2 separate regions of the Sus scrofa genome follow, and region 1 is linked to region 2. Evidence: chromatin contacts called from public HiChIP or PLAC-seq data. All regions are on one chromosome and are shown on one strand. The core of a region is the stretch at or near the end of the contact, and the rest is flanking DNA. Distances in the headings are between cores, read along the strand shown. Region 1 holds the start of SNX20 (sorting nexin-20). Region 2 has its middle 70 kb from the start of CYLD.

Region 1 (5,690 bases), core at 2,895-5,394, 130 kb before region 2:
GCTAAGTCAGAAGCAGGGCACGTTTTGCCCAGAGACGATGTGAGGCCCCAGGAACGATGCCCTTGGCTGAGCCTTCCAGTAAAGACTGGGGGAAACCTCAGCATGAACTCAAGGTTTGGAATAAAAATCAAAGGCAGGAGTTCCTGTCGTGGCGCAGTGGAAATGAATCCAACTAGGAACCATGAGGTTGCAGGTTCGATCCCTGGCCTTGCTCAGTGGGTTGAGGATCCGGTGTTGTCATGAGCTGTGGTGTAGGTCACAGACGAGGCTTGGATCTGGCATTGCTGTGGCTGTGGTATAGGCTGGCAGCAACAGCTCTGATTGGACCCTAGCCTGGGAACCTCCATATGCTGTGGGTACGGCCCTAAAAAGACAGGAAAAAAAAAAAAATCAAATGCAGCAGCCAAAGCCAGTTCCCTTACATTTTCTCTTATGGGATCGGCTGAGAGTGGGGGTGGCAAGGAGAAAGTTGTCACTGGTGCATCCATGGGGTCTTTAGGACTCAGTTTCCCCATCTGTGAAATGGAGGAAGCAATGCTGTCACCCCCAAAGCTTGTGGGTCCTTCTTTCCCTCTCTACACCACATAGAGCAAAGATTTCTAGACTTGGCAACAAAATATGGCAAGTGTTGGTGTGGTTGACTTGGGGGCCTGTCCTTGGCCCAAGGGACAGCAGCTCCCCAGCCCCTCCACCATCCAGCTCTGAGAACAGTCATCCTGCTTCCTCCTCCAGGCACCCTGAGCACGGCATCTCCCTCTAAGGGCTGCCTTCCTCATCCAGCCTTCTGATGGGCACACCGGGTCTCCTTCAGAGCCCAAGCTTCCTTTCTGAGGGGCTGCAGGGAACTTTCCAGCAGGGGTGAGACACCAGCAGAGTAAGGCATTCTGATCTGACCTGGGAGACGGAAGATCCTGGCCGTTGGAAGGGCACGCTCCCCAATATGGGTGCATCAGAGCCTCCCTGGGGGTGGGGGCTGGGTGCCGAGGGCTTGTCAAAAGCAGACTTCCTGCTCCCAGCATCAGCGAGTCCCATCTAACAGGTCCTGGGGAGAGCCCCGGATTCTGCATTTTCCGCACATCCTGCGGGCTATGCTGATACAGGGCTCCCCTGGCCCCACTTTTTGAGAAACCCAGGTGTGGTGAATTATTCCTCAAGCTTAAGAGGGGTTAGAGAAGCTTCTGGAACTTCAAGAGGAATTGAGGCAATGGAGGGTCAGGAAGCTACTTGCTCCCTGCTCTGCCCCAATGAGCTGGGGGAGGGGGCACGTACAGAGGCTGTCACCAACCCTTTTGCCTCCCACTGCCCCCCCACTCCCAGAGGTACTGAGGGAGGGTCACAGGAGGAGGGGGCGGAGGGGGCTCAGGCCACAGGTGGACAGAGGCCCCCCCCCGAGCTTGGGATCAAACACTCACCTGAGGCCTGTCTGGTCCTGTGCGCGTCCAGGGGTCTGGGAGGGGTGTCACCCGGCCTCTTCAGGTCTCTGTTCCAAGCTCTGGGAGCAGGAACTTTGCTAAGCTCCCCTGAATGAAAACAGGAAATAGGCTGCTCCACCGGCGCCTGGTCGCCTCAGCCCATTGGCTGATGACAGACGGCAGTGAACTCAACGGACAGATAGCGTGAGGCTGGGCGGGACTTGGCAGGGGCGGGGGCTGGCCGGAACCTCTGCACCCAAAGCCTTGCAGCCACCTGGCGGACCCTCAGTAACCTTGACAACCTCTGGCATTCTCAGACTTTAGCTCCCAAAGCCCTTTAATGTTCATTATCCTACCTGAGCGAGCTGGGCATAGCCAGAGCCATGTGGCTCCACTGACGGATGGGGAAACTGAGGCTTGGAGCAGCGAGCTGGTGGGATGCAGAGCCTGTGCCCCTGGAGGAGGGAAAGTGGGACAGACTCATAGTTCCATATGGTGCCTTTCTCTGGGGGAAGTTGCATCCCACACGCCCCGACAGAAAGTACCAAGGAAGCCAGACCTCTGGGCAGTTCTGTGATATGTGGCCACTGCCACAGCTTGTGGCCCAGAGGTCAGTAGGCTGGGACAAGACAAAAAATAAAACTTCCAAGTTCCTGTTGTGGTGCAGCAGAAAAGAATCCGACTAGTATCCATGAGGATGTGCGTTTGCTGGCCTCACTCAGTGGGTTAAGGATGCAGTGTTGCCGTGAGCTGTGGTATAGGTTGCAGGCAAGGCTCAGATTCTGCGTCACTGTGACTGTGGTGTAGGCCAGCAGCCACAGCTCCAGTTCAACCCCTAGCCTGGAAACTTCCGTATGCTGCAGGTATGCAGAGGGAATTTTAATAAAAATTTAAAAAAATAAAACCTCTCCAGCTCCCCCAACAAGCCCACCATATGTCTCTCCCCAGCTATGAGCCCTCCCCTCCCTAGCCCTGCTTCTGATAGGGGCTCATTCCTTGTTTCCTTTGTAATTTATTTCCTACTAACAGACCTCTGCAGCATGGGGAAGGTCCCGGGCCAGGGATTGAACCTGCACCACAGCAGCAACGGTGCTGCTGCAGTGACAATGCCAGGTCCTTAATCCACTATGCTACCAGGGAACTCCCATTTGCTCATTTTTTTTTTATTGGATTATTTTCTTCACAGTTTGTTTATTTTCCTTATGGATTATTTGCATAGATATGCTTTCAATTTCTTTCCCCATCCTATGGTATGCATTTGTACTCCGGTCGGGGGAGGGGGATCTTTTGATAAATAAAGCTTTCAACGGTATTAGTCTTTGCTTTCACTGCGGGTGTCATACCTGAGAGACGGTGGGCCTCTCTCCTTTATTGTGCTTTATGGTTCTTTCCGCAACAGCTTCACAGGCCATCGTGAGGCTTAAGATGAGTTAGGATGCACAAGGCCCTTCGGATGATGCTGGTACCTAGTAAGCACTGTGCAAATGCAGACAATTCCTGTGGTTCTACAAAGCTTTCTAGTTTGCCTTTCTCATTCGGGGCTCTGTAATGCACTTAGACGAAGGGGATTTTGGGGGTATGGTGTAAGGGATGAGGTTGATGAGGTTGAATGATTTTTCCATGGCATGTTCACCTACTAGCCTTGTTTTACTGAAATGGCCATCAAATGCCCCAGCCCTGCAGCGCAATGCAGAATCTGATATTCATCCACCTGTGTCAGGGATGCAGTCGTGTAACTCAGGGGGAGCATCATTAATAGTGTATCTGTGGTTTGCTGGCTTGAGCGCTGGGGCCATTTCTCATTCACACAGAACGCCTGGTGTGGTATGGCGTTGAGGGCTCTGCACAGAGCCAGGCTGGAACCCCGGCTCCCCTCCTCTCTGAGTCCGGTCCTGCTATGTTCCAGGTTCCAGTTTTCTCTCTCACCCCCAGCCTGAGCCTGGAGTCTGCGAGATGCCAAGGCAGGCTCAGCCCTTCCTGCAGCCTGCAACCACGGGGAGGAGTGTGTAGAAGCCACTGCTTCCTCTTCTGGGGGCAGGAGATGCTCTGGAAACCCCCCAGATGCGCAGGAGTGTCTGGTCTGCATGGGAAGGACCTAGCTGGTCCAAAGGGACCTGGAGTCGCCACCCTTGGCCACCTGCCAGGTGTGGGCTTTTCTCTGCAGGACAGGGTTCTCTATGCAGCGGAAAAGCTCTCCATGTAAGAACAGGCGTGTCACGGGCTACGGGGGAGGGCGGGAGTGGGTGTCGTTCCCCTCCCCCCTCTGCAGTGCTGAAGCCAGAAGGTGAGAAGGGGACACGGAGGGACCCCGGGGACTTAGGAAAGGAAGTGCTGGCACTTCAGAATCTAGTTGTCTCTCTTAGAATTCACACCCCTTTGACCACTGGATGGCCTCTCACTGCATTCTGGGTAAACTCAGACCCCTGCTGAGGCCTCAGTGAGCTGCAGCCTGCCCCCTTCCTGACCTCTTTGCACAGCCTGTCAGCATCACTTACCATGCACCGGCCAGCTGCACCGCTTCCTGTTCCTCAAACACGCGGCACGGCCTCTGCCCTGGCCATGCCTTCAGCCGGCCATGCCCTGCGCTCAGTTGCCTCCACGACCGGCTGGCTCTCATGCCCAGGGTTCGGCTTCACTGCCTCTCCTTTGCACCGCCTTCCCTGACCCCTCTGCCTGCACGCATCACTGTTTCGCTCATGTGTTTACTTGTTGAGTGCGTGTCTCAAATGCCTTGTCTGCGGTGGGACTTGGTATCAGGGTTCTGTCCCCAGGATCCACCGCAGTGCCTGCCACCTAGTGGTTGCTCAGTAACTGTGAATGAATGAATGAGTGGGCGAAGGCAGAACCATGGAGATGGGGCTGAGGTTCACTGTGTGACCCGGGCAGGGCACTTGGCTCTCTGAATGTCAGTTTCTCCCAGTGCAACATGAGATTAAATTAAAGATCCTCCCAGCACCAAAGCATTCCACATTGGGCAAATGACTGAATACTGTAAACAACTCCTCACTGCAGTTCCCCGTGTCTGGCAAGCTTAGGACTCCAAGACCAACACACCTCTGTTGAGAAATTCAACAAGAAATGGTCGACCACATGTCTGGTAAAGAAAACTCAAACCGGTAAAGTGTTTGTTTATAGGTAATTTAAAATTTTGTCAAAGGAGTTCCCGTCCTGGCGCAGTGGTTAAAGTATCCAACTAGGAACCATGAAGTTGGGGGTTCAATCCCTGGCCTCGCTCAGGGGGTGAAGGATCCGGTGTTGCTGTGAGCTGTGGTGTAGGTCGCAGACTCGGCTCGGATCCCACGTTGCTGTGGCTGTGTCGTAGGCCAGCGGCTACAGCTCCAAATAGACCCCTAGGCTGGGAACCTCCATGTGCCACGGGAGTGGCCCTACCAAAGGCAAAAAGACAAATAATAATAATAATAAATGCAAAATAAAATTTGGTCATGGCAATCTTGTTTTTCCACAGCCTTTAAAAAAATCTCGGGAGTACCTGTTGTGGCTCATCGGGTTAAGAACCCAACTAGTGCCCATGAGGATGCAGATCTGATTCCTGGCCTTGCCCAGTGGGTTAAGGATCTGGCGTTGTCGTGAGCTGTGGTGTAGGCCAACAGCTGCAGCTCGACCCCTAGCTTAGGAACTTCCATATGCTGCAAGTATAGCCCTAAAAAAAGCAATAATAATAATGTTAAAATTTTTTTTAAATCTCAAAAGTTCTTAATGCTGCAGAGTTTTAATATCAAGGTCACAGATAGAGTGTGGTGCAGGGCACTGCTGTGGATCTGCTGAAACATAGCGGGGGAACCGGGGTGCGGAAACACCTCAGCCCCTCCTGGGCTTCACACAAGCTCAGGACTGTCAGTCCTTCTGATGTGTGTAAGGATCCATGGAGATGCATGTGCTAATATGTGAAGAAAATCTAATTTTCATTATCAGCGAACATAAACATCTTGTTTCTGGGAGATCGGTTCGTTTAGGTAACAGCTTCGACGAGTTTGGTGGGAGTTGAGGGCCATCACTGTATACCGTCTGAAGCACAGAGCACCTCCAGAGGGCAGGAGTGAGGCTGAAATCCAGCCCTCTCTGCTTTTCCAAGCTGGCTCCTATGTCCAGGCAGGTAAAGGGGATGCTTTTTCTAACCCAAAAAGAAGGGTGATGATGGAGGATTGAGGAACTGTTTTTCTTTTGCTCAGTGGGTTAAGGATCTGGTGTTGCCGTGAGCTGTGGTGTAGGTTGCAGATGCGGCTCGGATCCTGCGTTGCTTGGGTCTGGCGTAGGCCG
Region 2 (6,371 bases), core at 2,151-4,650:
TCTTTGCATTCGTCCAACACGCAGCCCGGACTGGGGGCGCCTCTCGGGAGGAATGGCGTTTTCCAAGGGAAACCGTATCCATGCGTCGTTTGCTGGTGGACTGTCTGCTCTGATAAAGAGATGATGGACTTGGACAAGCGCCGAAGGCGAAGCCCGACGTGATAAAGCTCCCGGTCCAAACTCTTGAGGACGAGCCTGGGAAATCTACTGGGTCCAGGTTCTGGATGCCGAAGAAAGGGTTTGGAAACCGGCTGGACTTGCCTACTTCTGAAGAGGGCTGGAGCAGAGATAGTCTTCAAGGGGCGTAAGGAAGATGCAGTTCTGTCCAGGAACGAATCCAAGGTGTGTATACACGTAGGTGTCACGAACAAAAGCAAAACCCCACTGATGAGGCAGAAGAGGTCTCGGGAAGGGACCAGTTTTTTTTGGAGGAGGGAGCAGCCTCCACACGGACCTGCAAATGGTCGGGTCTGTGTGCGTGGCCCACGTGGTGGGCTCTGGGTCCGGGCTGACTTTTGTGGAAAGGGGGAGTAGGTGGAGGTCTCAGGTAATAGTTGAGTGAAGACTGAACCGGATGTCATGATAGCAGTAGAGTAATCCACCCAGCAGTGACCTCCATCTCAAAAGCGCCACTGGAATTTGGAAGCTGTGTCCTTCCCTCTGACCTTACCACTTTTCTAGGCGTTTATGGAAACCCTTCAATTTTAGGCATCAAACCGTCCCCTTAGAAATAACACCCAAGTCTGATTGATGGGTTGATTGATTGATTTAAATTTTTTGCTTTTTAGGGCCACACCCGCAGCATATGGAAATTCCTAGGCTAGGGGTCCAACTGGAGCTATAGCTGCTGGTCTACACCACAGCCACATTGCTATACAGCAGAAATTGGCACAATGTTTTAGACAACTTTAATTTTAAAAATCATGTAACCTTACCATTAAATAAGTTGTATTTAAATGTTATTAAATTAATCATATTTAAAAGCTCATCACTCCCTAATTATTTTACTTTTTTTTGCCTTTTTTTTAGGGCCATGTCCATGGCATATGGAGGTTTCCAGGCTAGGGGTCAAATCGGAGCTGTAGCCACCAGCCTACACCACAGCCACAACAATGTCAGATCTGAGACACGTCTGTGACCTACACTGCAGCTCATGGCAATGCCCGATCCTTAACCCATTAAGTGAGGCCAGGAATCCAACCTGTGTCCTCACGGATACTAGTCGGGTTTGTAACCCGCTGAGCCACAATGGAAACTCCAAGTCTGTTTTAAAGCCTGTTGTTTCCAAAACATTTTGAGGCTGAATTCAGGTCTGAAGAGCTGGATCGAAACTGACTTCCCCAGGAGTTCCCACTGGGGTTCAGTGGATTAAGAACCTGACATAGTGTTTGTGAGGACAGGGGTTCAATCCCTGGCCTTGCTCAGTGGGTTCTGGTGTACAGGATCTGGCTTTGCTTGGCTGTGGCGTAGGGTGCAGATGTGGCTCTGATTCGACCCCCTAGCTTGGAACCTCCCTTGTACCACAGGTACAGCCATTAAAAAAAGAAAGAAAAAAAGAAAGTGACTTTCCCTGAGAGGCCTCCTGAGTCCCCCTCTGCCATCCCACCCCACTTTGTGAGAAGCTTGAATGTGACCTCCAAGGTCAAATCTTGCACGTTCCATTTGATGGCAAGCAGGGTCTCACCAGGTTGCAGGATTCATGAGATCAGGTCTTGGGCCACGACGTGTAGCTTCTTACCTGTGCATCCTAAACGGCTGAGGACAGGCAAGCCTGCTCTGTGAGGTGTGCCCTGGTGGGGTTATGGTTTTGGAATCTACGTATTTGAAACAAGTGTGTGTTTTACCCTTTCTGGCCATCTTTGAACTTCAGACTCTGTTGTGCAGTCTATTTCCATGCTGTCGCCTGTGCGTTACCCCTGATGGCTGGCACGGGCTAGGCGGCAGCAGGATAGAAGGACTAAATGCATTTCAGATTCCCGGGCAGAGGTCACCTCCCCTGAGAGGCCCTCTCAGACCACATTAGCCAGTGGCGTGCTGGTCAATGTTAAATAGCAAACTCTCTGGGCAGGGGGATGCGGGGTGGGGGGAAGCCCTGATCTGTCTGTAGCATTTGCCAGTTTTGAGAGGTAAATACGCTCTCCATGGCCGATGGCAAGCTGCCAGTGTGACACCCCTGAAGGTGGCACCAGGAAGAGAGGCAGGTAGGATTGGCACAAGGGTATATCGCATTTCCCGGGAGTTCCCGCGGTGGCTCAGCGGAAACGAATCTGACCAGCGGGAATTTATATACATTCCCTTTCTTATATGATCTTTCATCATGGTCTCTCCCAAGAGACTGGCTAGAGTTTCCTGTGCTGTACAGTGGGGTCTCATTGCTTATCCATAAGCTTATATGATTAAACTTCCATAATGACTCATAACATTCCTGAAAATGGAACGGTTGCTGCTGGGAGCTGGCGGCATTTGCTTCAGCTCACCACGGCGTTAAATGCGCCCCCGGGCACTTTTTGGCCCTTTACCTTCTCCAGGGCATCTCCCAGGGCCCTAGTGGTTTATTGCCGACGCTACGAGAAGCAGGGACTCTTCACTAGTTCTTCAGGGCTCTTTCCTTAGCCCCTTGAATAAAGCCTGGCCCAAGTAGGTGCTCAACTCTTTGCGCAAAGAAGGAACCCCAGCCTTTTGCGCATAAGAATCCTCCCCATTCACTATTGTGGATGTGGCCAGAATTGGATCTCTGTCCCCACGTCTTCTGAGAAAAGACACGAGGTCCCAGCCTCTGCTTCCCCACATAATGCTTCCTCTCAGAAGTGGAGACATCGCGGAACGTCCCTCCGAAGGCTTTATGACAGGGAAGTGAAACCACGCATGCGTGTCAAGTGCTTCTCACAGCCTGGTACCCAGTAACCCCGCCGTAAAGGGCAGCCACTAGGAGCAGCAGCTGTAGTGGTAGCAGCAGAATCGTGCACTTAAGAGACAAAGTACAAATCTAACCCACACGTCTCTTTCCCCCTCTCTTCTCCCACCAGGATCGTATTTTCAGGACACATTCTCAAGTCTTTAGATGGCTTTTTAAGATTTGAATGTTCCTGTGCCTTGTCCTCCTGGCGCGGCACTGCCATCTTGTGGCCATAATAGGTTATGACCGTGTCCTAGATCTGAGCACCCAGATAGCTCTGCAGCCAGAGCCCAGGTTTGGAAAGCAGCAGGTGATTTCTGAATAGAACGGTGGCGATTGGTCAAAGCCGCACACCAGATTACCAATTCCATCCAGGAGGGTTTTAAGCTTCCTCTGTGTCACTTCAGGACAGCTGATTGTTGTTGGACGTTTCTGCTGGTGACTGTCCTCTCTCTGTTTCTGTCTTGCCCCCTCTCTGTCTCTCCATCTATCTTGAGCTTTCGGCCTCTTTTTTATAAATGGCATTTAAAAATGAGTGAGTGCCATCTGCTGGGCGAAGGCTGTAAGATCCGGTATGAGGGCTTTTCTCGGGACTCTGCAGAGAAATGAAGTACATACAAATCCTTAGCTTTATGGGAAGAAAGTAGGTAAATAATGGGATCCTGATGTCAAGCCCCTCAATCGGTGCACATTTCTCCCTTCATTAGAAACATCCTCCTCTGGGGAAATGGGGTGTGGGAAAAGACTGCCAGTGTGCGCCTAGTATCTACTGGACTAACTTTAGCGAATGTTGTTGGGGTCTCACTGCAAAAATCGACCACATTCTCATCAGAGTTTCCTAAAGCGTGATCTGCAGACAAGCTGCATTTGAGTCATCGAGGTCCTTAAGAATTAAGGCTCAGCGGCCCCACACAAAACCACAGCATCACGCTCTGAGCTCGGGGCCCTGGATTCTGCACTTTGAACACCTCCCCCCCCCACCCAGTGACTCCTGTACACACTCGTATGTGTTTAAGAACCATGACCCTAGACCCTGCCACTGCGGAAAAGACTTTGTCAGCAAAAGGCAGAAAGCATTTGCATGTGGGTTAAGGCTTGCAAAAACTCCGTTTTGTGCAAGTGGGAAAAGGAATCATTTACCAAGCCATAGCTGCCCCCTTCACTCCCTTTAGTGGTGTGGGGTAAGTGACCACGGACCCTAAGCCCAGGAGCAGCGCCTGGCACAGGTGCCCATGCTGATCACTGCTGCTGGATGTTACACTTCCCTGTCTCTCCACTCCACTTGGCAGGTGGGAAATGGCTGGTCCACACCCAGGCTGCCCTCTCAGCCGGTTCTGCCCCCACCCCCCTCCACCTCCCAGGGCTCGTTTTGCAGAAAGCACGGGGCTCGTTTTGCAGAACTGGAGGTCGCCACCTTCCTGGTGGCCCCTCTCTGCACCTGTATCTCCATCCCTTAATGTAGGGGGGACTGGGCTGTAGTCTCTGCTGTGCTTTGACACCCAGAAGCCCCCCCTGCTTTCTAAGTCCCGTCCCCATGTTCACTTCTTCTTTTTTTTTTTTTTTTTGTCTTTTTTTTGGTCTTTTTGCCTTTTCTTGAGCCGCTCCTGCGGCATATGGACGTTCCCAGGCTAGGGGTCGAATCAGACCTGTAGCCACCAGCCTACGCCAGAGCCACAGCAACGCAGGATCCGAGCCCCATCTGCAACCTACACCACAGCTCACAGCAACGCCGGATCCTTAACCCACTGAGCAAGGCCAGGGATCGAACCCTCAACCTCATGGTTCCTAGTCAGATTTGTTAACCACTGAGCCATGACGGGAACTCCCCCATGTTCACTTCTGAGGGTGTCTGGGTCTGGTACATGACCCCTCCTCCCACCCCAGATTTTTCGTGTTTTGTTCTTCCTCTGCCCCCTGACCCGCCGCAACAGTTACACACAGGTTGTGAGTCACGGGAGTCAATTCCTGTGTGCTTATTTTTCAAAACCCTTAATGTTTTTCTTCTACCTGGAGATTCTACTGCCAGGACATTTTTCCAAGGACATTTTTCCAAGGATCATGCCCGAGATCAGTGATAAGACCACAGGCAGCGTTGTTCACAATGTGACCAAACTTGAGAAACTTACACAGGCAGGTCTTGGATCACTTTCTGGTGGAGCCAGACTCTGGCTAGCTTGGCAGGCAGCTGTCAGAGATGCTTTGACAACATCGTTTCTCTCCTTCTTTCCTTTTGCTTTTTAGCACCACACCTGCAGCATAGGGAGGTTCCCAGGTTAGGGGTCGAATGGGAGCAGCAGCTGCCAACCTACACCACAGCCCCCGCAACGTGGGATACGAGCCATGTCTCTGACCTACACCACAGCTCACGGCAACGCCAGATCCCTGACCCACTGAGCGAGGCCAGGGATCGAACCCGCATCCTCATGGATGCTAGTCAGATCCATTGACGTTGCGGCACAGTGGGAACTCTGAGAACATCCTATCTTAAATGTCAGGAGCCAAGGTCCGCAATGTATTAGGTGACAAAAGTGGATTATAAGAACACGTCTCATAGTAGGTCTGAATTTGTTTGTACAGAGGTTGGTCTGAGGGCACTGAAGTTCGTTGGCAGTGAGTACACTGACTGCATAGATCAACGCGACTGCAATTTGATGTTTTTGTTTTCTTTTTTTGTCCCCTTTGTTGGCATTATCCAAACTGCAACCCTTGTGACGGGTGATGGGATGTGTAGGGAGGGTGGCTGGGCAGGGGCCATTTGACAGAAGGCGATCATGGGGGGGAAAGTCTGTGAGCTGTGAGTCCAGTGCTGGGCCGGGGTGTTTGGGAGCCTGGGCAGTAGTTGTGGAGGTCACTGAGCACGACCAAGACAGGTGCATTGCCGCTGGTGTGGAAGGTCTCTCCTGGCAGTTGTGGGGGGCAGAGACTGCTTCTGTGAGAGGGAAGGGAGGCTGGAGGGGCTGCAGACATCGGAGGGTGTTTTATGACACCCCCCCCCCGCCCCCGATGCTACCGCCGCCCCAGGAGGGAGAGGATTGCAGCTGGAAAGATGGGAAGAGCAGCCGAGATCTCACCCCCTCCAAGGTGTGGGCAGGCTGGTGAGAGGATCCAGGGCTGCAGCCAATGGCTGGATCAAAGTAGAAGCTATTTGCACCCCAGGAGGACCATTCTGGGTGAGGTGCAGGGGGTCTTAAAGGGATGGCACGACCTGCCAGGATCACACTGGGGAGACTGAAGCAGCCAAGCCGTCATCCGTTGTTAGGTGGCCAAGGTGAACGGTGTTTCTAGTGGTTTTGGTACTCAATCCTTGTGCCCAACGCCCAGTGAGACAAAAACAAATGGAAACGTTGGAGTTTGGAGCAGAGAAAGGTTTATTACAGGGCCAGGCAAGGAGCTAGGAGGGCTCATGACCCCCCAAACCCTGAACTCCTTGAAGAGTTTCAGCAAAGCATTTTGAAAGAGCAGGCGAGGGGAGGGC

Evidence for each region. HiChIP or PLAC-seq counts read pairs in DNA pulled down with a chosen protein or histone mark.
Region 1: an H3K27ac HiChIP or PLAC-seq map of alveolar macrophages shows a contact between it and region 2. The contact joins the promoter of SNX20 here to the enhancer-like site in region 2. A contact is called at or near these places in 2 of 5 promoter capture datasets (fetal liver and liver), 20 of 47 Hi-C or Micro-C datasets (alveolar macrophages, blood, brain and 13 more) and 2 of 2 datasets of contacts at active chromatin or transcription factors (alveolar macrophages and skeletal muscle).

Annotation. Positions count from the first base shown.
Region 1 is chr6:34,175,207-34,180,896 of Sscrofa11.1, reverse strand. SNX20 (sorting nexin-20) reads right to left here and starts at 4,144. Exons shown (of 5, transcript XM_021094194.1): 1 at 3,908-4,144; 2 at 1,413-1,520.
Region 2 is chr6:34,048,665-34,055,035 of Sscrofa11.1, reverse strand. No RefSeq gene overlaps it. Among named protein-coding and RNA genes, the nearest start is that of CYLD, 70 kb to the left of the region's middle. Within about 2 kb of position 3,400, at least 20 of the 83 cell types and tissues checked have an H3K27ac peak or open chromatin away from gene starts, as enhancers often do. A contact at or near this core is called in alveolar macrophages, brain and fetal liver, where this site is marked.